2 separate regions of the Zea mays genome follow, and region 2 is linked to region 1. A link is a contact called in public Hi-C data. All regions are on one chromosome and are shown on one strand. The core of a region is the stretch at or near the end of the contact, and the rest is flanking DNA. Distances in the headings are between cores, read along the strand shown.

The links. A called contact is a pair of places that touch in the nucleus more often than the background predicts.
Region 2: a Hi-C map of leaf shows a contact between it and region 1, with 6 times the contacts expected there. The contact joins the promoter of LOC100281611 here to the promoter of LOC103645985 in region 1. A contact is called at or near these places in 2 of 25 Hi-C or Micro-C datasets (leaf and leaf mesophyll).

The regions. Positions count from the first base shown.
Region 1 is chr2:12,704,418-12,708,131 of Zm-B73-REFERENCE-NAM-5.0, reverse strand. LOC103645985 (GPCR-type G protein COLD1) reads right to left here and starts at 1,614. Exons shown (of 9, transcript XR_002749931.2): 1 at 1,153-1,614; 2 at 1,004-1,064; 3 at 732-927; 4 at 496-627.
Region 2 is chr2:12,857,122-12,860,835 of Zm-B73-REFERENCE-NAM-5.0, reverse strand. LOC100281611 (calcium-dependent protein kinase substrate protein) reads left to right here and starts at 2,054. Exons shown (of 6, transcript NM_001279510.2): 1 at 2,054-2,268; 2 at 2,801-2,877; 3 at 2,984-3,044; 4 at 3,133-3,208. The coding sequence starts at 2,148. LOC100501876 (Clathrin interactor EPSIN 1) reads left to right here. Exons shown (of 11, transcript NM_001196517.1): 10 at 1-163; 11 at 275-840. The coding sequence ends at 468.

The DNA.
Region 1 (3,714 bases), core at 365-2,864:
CTGCAAGTAAATGTCCTTTATTCGCTCATGCATGGTATGCATCAAACCATAAAAAAATGTCACTTGCAAGTTGCAACCCCACTGTTGTGACTTAATTCGTTTGTTCATAAATATATGACGTCGTTGATTTTTTAAAAAAACTTTAACTAATCATCTTATTTAAAACATGAGTTATCATTTATTTTGTTGTGATTTATTTTATCACTTAAGCTAGTTTGTGTGTGACTTAAAATTTTATATTTGTGGTCAAAGTTTTTTTTAAAAAATCAGCGTCATATATTTGTGAACGGAGGTAGTATTACATTGCTTGTTAGATGGAACAATCAGGTACCCCTTCGATTCCAATACATGACCACATAACAAAAGATGGCAATATCATGTAGTTAAATCTTTTGAGTTTTAATATTTTTCACCTAGTATTTTTCCATGTTAAACCAATGCGAAGATAGGATTGTTTTCTACGAAACATAAGGCAGGGACTAGTAAAGCAAGTACCTCCTCTGATACTTGAATACTCTCCCATCTCCATCTGGGACAAAATAATTTTCTTCTTCTTAGCAGTACATGTCTCCATGGATTGCAATAACTGCCGTTCCAAGGTTTTGATGTCTGTTGCATCGAGTTTCCCTGTAAATCATGATAGTTAAAATGACAGTATAACATCGTAAAGATGTAGATCAAAGTTAGTCGTGAGAAGTGAAAATGCAGTATTGATGAGATAAGCTCCAAACCTTATGAAGAGCGACAGATAACTGTATGGCATATTGACGGCACCAAAACCAGAAAGAACAGCCATGACACTCACTCCAATCACCCCAATCCTACTGACCAACAACTGCGACATCGTAAAAAAAACTGCACGACGCACATGATGTCAAACACTATGACACAACTAGGTATGGATTGAGCAACAAACAATTGGCTTGCCTGCAAAAAGGAACAAGTCTGAGAGACTGAGACCAATATCCTAAGCCTACTTAGTACGTTTGCACCGTCAACAAACCCTTCTCCGATGAAGGCATGGGGAAGTGAATCGCCGAGCCACGCCCGCTCCCTCCTCACCCCTGCAGTCAACAACCGATGAGCCGAGCATGACAGCCGCACAGAGGGAGAGAGAAATGAAGCAATGCGAGATTGATTGGCGATCGTGACCTGAGTTACGGAGCAGAAGATAGCAGTAATAGTAGAGGAGTACGAAGACGAGGAGTAGTAGGAGGCAGAAGAAGTCGAGGTGCCAGGTGAGGAAGGCGTGCATGCTTGGACAGGAAGGGGAGGATCTCGAAGAGAACGAGCTCGAAGAGGTTGCAGGAGAAGGCGAAGACGAGGCCGAAGAGGACCTGCACCAGCAACCGCCGCTCCTCGTACTCCTTGTACAGCCGCCGGTTCAGGAACCAGAACCACAGCCCAGCCCCACCAGCGACGAGCCGACAACCGCGCCCTCGTAAACCACTGTGCGGCCTCCCTGTGCGCAGCCGGTTGCCGCGACGCCGCGACGGTGGCCAGCCAGGAGAGTTTCGTCCGAGTCGGATACTCGGATCTCGTGGGAGTTGCGGGAGGCGCCTGCGAGACTCTGCCGGTGGCGTCTCCCCCACGGCCCCACCGGGAAGTCTGTCACCCCCGCGGCGGCGGTGATGCGCCGTTTGTGGGCCGGGCTAGATTTTAGGCCTGATGGCTAGTAGAGATGGCAATGGGTACCCGCTACCCGAAATCCGGTGGGTTTTTGCTCTATTAGGGTATGGGTTTGGGTCAATTTCTCTACCCATGGGTTTGTTAATGGGTTTAAATGGAAACCCAACGGGTACGTGGGCATGTGTTTGTTCTTCCACTACCCATACCCGCAAACCCATGGGTTTTTAAAACCCGCCTTAAAATCAACATTTCTTATAAATATGTCTCATAATATTATTAATTGAATATGTTCTAATTGAAATAAACTTCATGTAACAAATTTTAGGCTAAAATTAGTTATCACTTGTTCCTTTTATGCTAGCTTATTAATGTATTGATTGTCATTTACATAATGAATTATTTTTTATGTTAATGTTAGTGGGTATGGGAAACCCGTTGGGTACCCAAAACCCGCATGGGTATGGGTTTGGGCAAAATTTTATACCCGTCATAGGTATGGGTTTTGTAACGGGCGTATTTTTTCTTCGCGGGTATGGATTTGGGCAAGTAATATTCGGCGGGTTTTTACCCATTGCCATCTCTCGGCCGGTGGCACTGCAAGGCCTTTTGCGTGCGTACGCCTTCTCTGCGTTTTCCTAGGCGGGCTTCAGCAGGGTATCGTGGGCCGTGCTCGGCTATTCTGTTGGAGATTTGGTGGATCGGGCCAAACAAGATGGAACCAGCGTGCATGATGACTAACGAGTCTTGTGGTCCTGCCGTCCCGTGGTCGTGATCAGTGTTCCTTCACCGAGGGTCAGTGGGCCAGCTGAGCCCGGGCCCGTTGATCTTCACGTGGACTCGTTGTCGTGGACACTTGCATATGGTCCAACGCCGGGACCGTTCGTCCGTACACCGGAGAGACCACCACCACTGCCGAGTGCTGACTGCTCCATGGCGCGATACGCAACCAGGCTTGGCTTTTCTCCCTTGTCGCCAACGGGCCGCTACGACATCATTTCACCAGATCCAGACCACCCCCGCGCGCGATCGGCCAGTGCCGTCAGCAACCCCAGGCAACACAAGGCAGCGGCTCGAAGCAATCTGGATGGATGGATGGCTCATGTCATGGTATGGATAGATCGCACGCTCCATCAAACCGGGGGACCGTTCGTGCTTTCTAGCCAGTAGTCACCACTCAGCACCAACCAAAAGTCGTCCGACGACGACCTAACTCCGGCCAACACCAGGCATGCCACTGGCCTCGCGCGATCCTGACCTGGCACGCCCGCCCTAGCCTACGCGTCCCAGCTTTGGCCGTCGGTCGTGCCGGGAGACGCGAGACCACAAAGGCCGGCTCGCTCACATGCGTCGGTACCGTGAACCCAAGCATCCATGGAAAACCATGTGTCCATGCAAGCCCAAAGGGTAAAGGCGTCAGCGACAAGGAGGGAACCCGATACAACACGTGATGCGAATCGCACCAGGCAAGCGCCTTCACCCGCAGTGCCGTCGTAGTACAGTGGCTCTGCCTTGCGTCTCTGCTCCCTGTCCCTGGACTGGACCAGCGAACTAGTGCGTGCAAGGACCCACGTCCAGGGTTAGAGCCTGTTCCTCCACCAACTCTGGAAGCTTTGCGGCAGATCCAGCGTTGCCACGCTTTATCTTCTCCAAACACCCACGAGGCCACGACTTGGACCTGACGGGTGCCCATCAGGATCATGTTCCCTCCCGCCTCAACACGTCAGAGCGATCATCAGAAAAAATAAAAGAAGCGTGGCGGTGGAGTTTGCCCATAACCACAAGCAACAAAGCAAAGGCAGGCTGGCTGGCTGGCAGCAGATCAAAAGTTGGTTGCCATGTCACGTTTGCTCGTGCAACTTAAGCTACCTCCACGCGCTGCCCTTAGCGAGGGAGGAATGGTGAGTTTTGTTTCACGTCTCCTGAGCTATTTGTTGGCTCGTTCCAAAACTCACGCTGTTCACGGTAATGTGTTGTACAGACGTACAGCACTGAACATCTTTGAACTACTGATGCATGCAGCGGTAGATCTTTCACATGCAGCGGAGACAGGGACATTGCTCACGATGCGCTGGAGTAAGCAAGAAA
Region 2 (3,714 bases), core at 805-3,304, 150 kb before region 1:
AAGGACCCTCTCGATCTTTCTTCGGGTAGCAACCTTGGAAAGACAGGCCAAGCACCCGCGGCAGCCTCCAAGCCTAGCGCAAAGAAAGACAATTTTCAGGTCAAGTCCGGCATATGGGCAGACTCGCTGAGCCGGGGATTGATTGATCTGAACATAACTGCACGTATGTTCCTCGTTCCTGTTTCCCCTGTTGCCATGGCATCTATCAGCTTGGTGTAAATTTGTTTATGGTTCAGACATGTTCATGGTTCTCCTTGTTTCTGACAAGCTGCAGCGAAGAAGGTGAACCTAGCTGATATTGGCATCGTCGGTGGCCTTGGCGATGGGTCCGATGAGAAGGCCCTGCCCTCTTGGACCATGGGCGCCGGATCCGGCCTAGGAATGTCTGGTATTCCACCGTCAACACAACAAGCTGGTGGCATCGAGAGCTTGGCCAACTACAACAAGCATCATTTCGGCTTCAAATAGGCCTCGATCTTTCATACTGGAAAATACCCGTCATCTGCGGTTTCCTCCTCTGTCGGCCTGCTTCTTACACGTGCTGCCCTATTGATTTAATCACTTTTTTGTTTTTGGTTTTGGTGATCACATTACATGGTGTCGACCAATCTTGGCCCCGTCTTGTCACACGTGTATGTTATTTGTCGGGTTTGTGGGTAAGCATGCAACTACATACACATCACACCCCCTGTGTTCCAGCTCGATGATAGGTGGTATGTTGGCCATGCAGTTTGTGTAAATTCCGTGGCCTGCCTTTTCTACTTGATACAGTACTCTACGCAGCGATTTGCAGTGCTTGAGTTTATATTCAATAATAAGAGAACCTATGCCCTTTATGTCTTGAATTGTGGCTGATGCTGTTTGATGTATCACTGAAGTGGCAAAGTGAGGCGGTTTTTTATCAACGGATGTTGTAAATGGAGCCATCACATCACCCGTTCACCGATCAGTATCGGCGGCTGATAGTGGTAGAGTTGCGTTTCCGTGGGACTAATCAGGAGAGTGTCGCTACAGGAACGCCCAAATGCATCGTCAAGTCGCATCGTACGAGAAGAGCCAAAGTAGAGTCACGCAGATGCTCGAATCTAGCAGGCTTAGACCCTGTTCGGTTGTTAGGGATTGAAGCTCCGGATTAATTTCTAGCCGGATTACTTCTTTAATTTATATAGATTTTGATGAGCTGAAATAAATCCATGTCTATTGCTGTGCAAACGAACGCGCCCTTAGCATTCTGCACGCACGGTTTTAAAAGTGTTGAGAATAGCGATTAGTCTCGGCTAATCGTCCGCGAATCTGTGATGGAGAGGCGGTGGCCACTGCCACTGGTCGTCTGGTCAGCAGGTCACACCGGCAGCCACAGCTGGCGCGAATATTCCAGCGACATCAGCGCCGAACATCTTCGCCGCATCTCCCGCTCGCCCCGGGTCCCACCGGAGGCCGCCGTCGTTCTCCCCGCGCTTCCGCCGGAATATTCCGCAGCCACAGCTGGACTCGCGGTCGAGTCCGCTCCGGACGAGGATATGTCATCCGACTCGTGCGATTCGCGTTCAGTTTGGTTCCCACGCAAAGATTTCCCTCCTCTTGTCCAGTCTGAGTGCTGCTGCTGCTGCTAGGTTTTGCCGTTCACGTAGCATAGCATCTGACGAAACGCCAGGATCAGACGGTATTTTCTGGTGAAAAATTCGACGCGTCCCAACCCCAGCCGTGTGCTTCTTGTTGCCAATTGTGATGTGGGTGGAGCCGCCGTCTTGGCGCCTGGGCCTCAATGAGCGGCGGCCGAGTGGCGCCCCCGGGTTGGACCTGGAGGCGTGATGCCCGTCCGCTTTGTTCTTGCATTGCATCTCGCACGCACCCCGGCCCAGCTGCCAAGTGCCAACAAGTCGTCCTAGATTCCTCGCACACATGACGCCCTCCTTCCCCGCCACGCTCTGCGCTCCTCCTCTCGCTCCTCCTCTTGTCCTCACATACACAAACCCCTGTGCTTGCTAACGACGCTCGCGTTACAACTTATTACACCTACGACCAGGAGGCGGTAACGTTACATTCATTCTCTCTTCAGCAAGAGCTCGTCTCACTCGAGCCTACCACTAGCCGTGTCTTTGGCCACCGGATAGCTAGGAAGCGGCGATCGCCAGGAAGGAACGACGATGCAGGGGAGCTACGGCTACGACGGGGCGGCGTCACGGGACCCCAAGCCGCGGCTGCGCTGGACGCCGGACCTCCACCAGCGCTTCGTCGACGCCGTCACCAAGCTGGGCGGACCGGACAGTGAGTCCTCGCTCTCGTTTTCCTTCCTTCCTCCCGTACGTTCCCGTCTATATGTAGTGCTCGTCTAGTCGTCTTGTCTTGATGACCCCGTCCGACACCAAGGCGATTGCTTGATGAGCCGAGACCTCTCCAGTTCGCCAGTATGGTGCTTGTGCTACAGAGCATGTCGGTGTGCATTCTTTTTTTTTTTTTTTTTTTGCAGTCCGAATCCTTCGCTGCCTGGCTTTGCGCTTCTGCCATTGCCAAGTCTATAGCATGCAGTCAGAGGAAAAGGCAGTTCCGTTGACATGACCAAAAGGAAGTTGAAAAAAAATAGGAGCGGTGCAAAAAAAAAAAACTCTGGAAAAAGGCCGCGTCGCCTTGGGAAAACGACAAGTGCAATTCCTCTCAAATCAGAGCTCTCAAGTCTGAACATCCATTCTCTAGCTTTTCGAGCTCATATAATAATCATCTGAATCTTGCCTCCTCCAACACACCACCGACATGCCTACGCTGTGGAGTACTGACCATTTCTTGTGCTTCCTGCGAACAGGAGCAACACCCAAGTCGGTGCTCAGATTGATGGGCATGAAAGACCTCACTCTTTACCAGTTAAAAAGCCACCTCCAGGTCCGTCTGACCTCTCTTTCTTCACCGCCTCAGCGTTACCTACCAGCACTCTCCTTTTCTGTTGCACCACTGTGCCGAAACACTGAGGCTCGTCTGATGTGCGCAGAAGTATAGACTGGGGATACAGGGCAAGAAAAGCACAGGCCTGGAACCTGCCAGCGGCGGCGGTATGAGCCTCGCACTACCTCTATGTCACCAGGCCTTGCCGCGCAAGGGTTCCTTTCTTATCTTATCTTCCGCTCTTTCTGTCATCAGTACTTCGCTCACAGGGCTTCGGTTCAACCACAGCGCATCCTCCTCCAGGTGTTCCTGATCAAGGGAAGAACACAAGGTAACTGGCAATTACCTTTACCCGACAAATTTCTGCAAGTGGTAATACCCGCCTTTTGTGCACAGCAGAAGGCCAGTAGTTATTACAACTAATATATACTGCATTCAGTCAAGTAGACAGGTGAAGATGCTAGAAAATGTTACCTTGAAAAAAAAATGATCATACATTCATACCGTTACAAGCAAGTGTATGGGGATTTCCTCTCTGGACCTTAAGCTGCAACTCAAATATTTCTTGATCTCAACTCCTATGCTCAAGTCATAATGACTGAGACATGAGTCCTTCTTAATTGGTTTATTATCAGACCATGTACTATTGGACTGCGAGTATGGGACTGTAGAGGTGTAACCAAAAGCAGGAAAAATTAAAAATCCAAAACCAGGATTCTGTCTATCAGTAGATATTACCATACAAACTGCGTCGAAGTGCTAAAGAATACAAGTTGCCTAAAGTTCTCCTAAGCATACTTAGCGCTCCACCTGTTACAAGCAAGTATTCATGGGCTC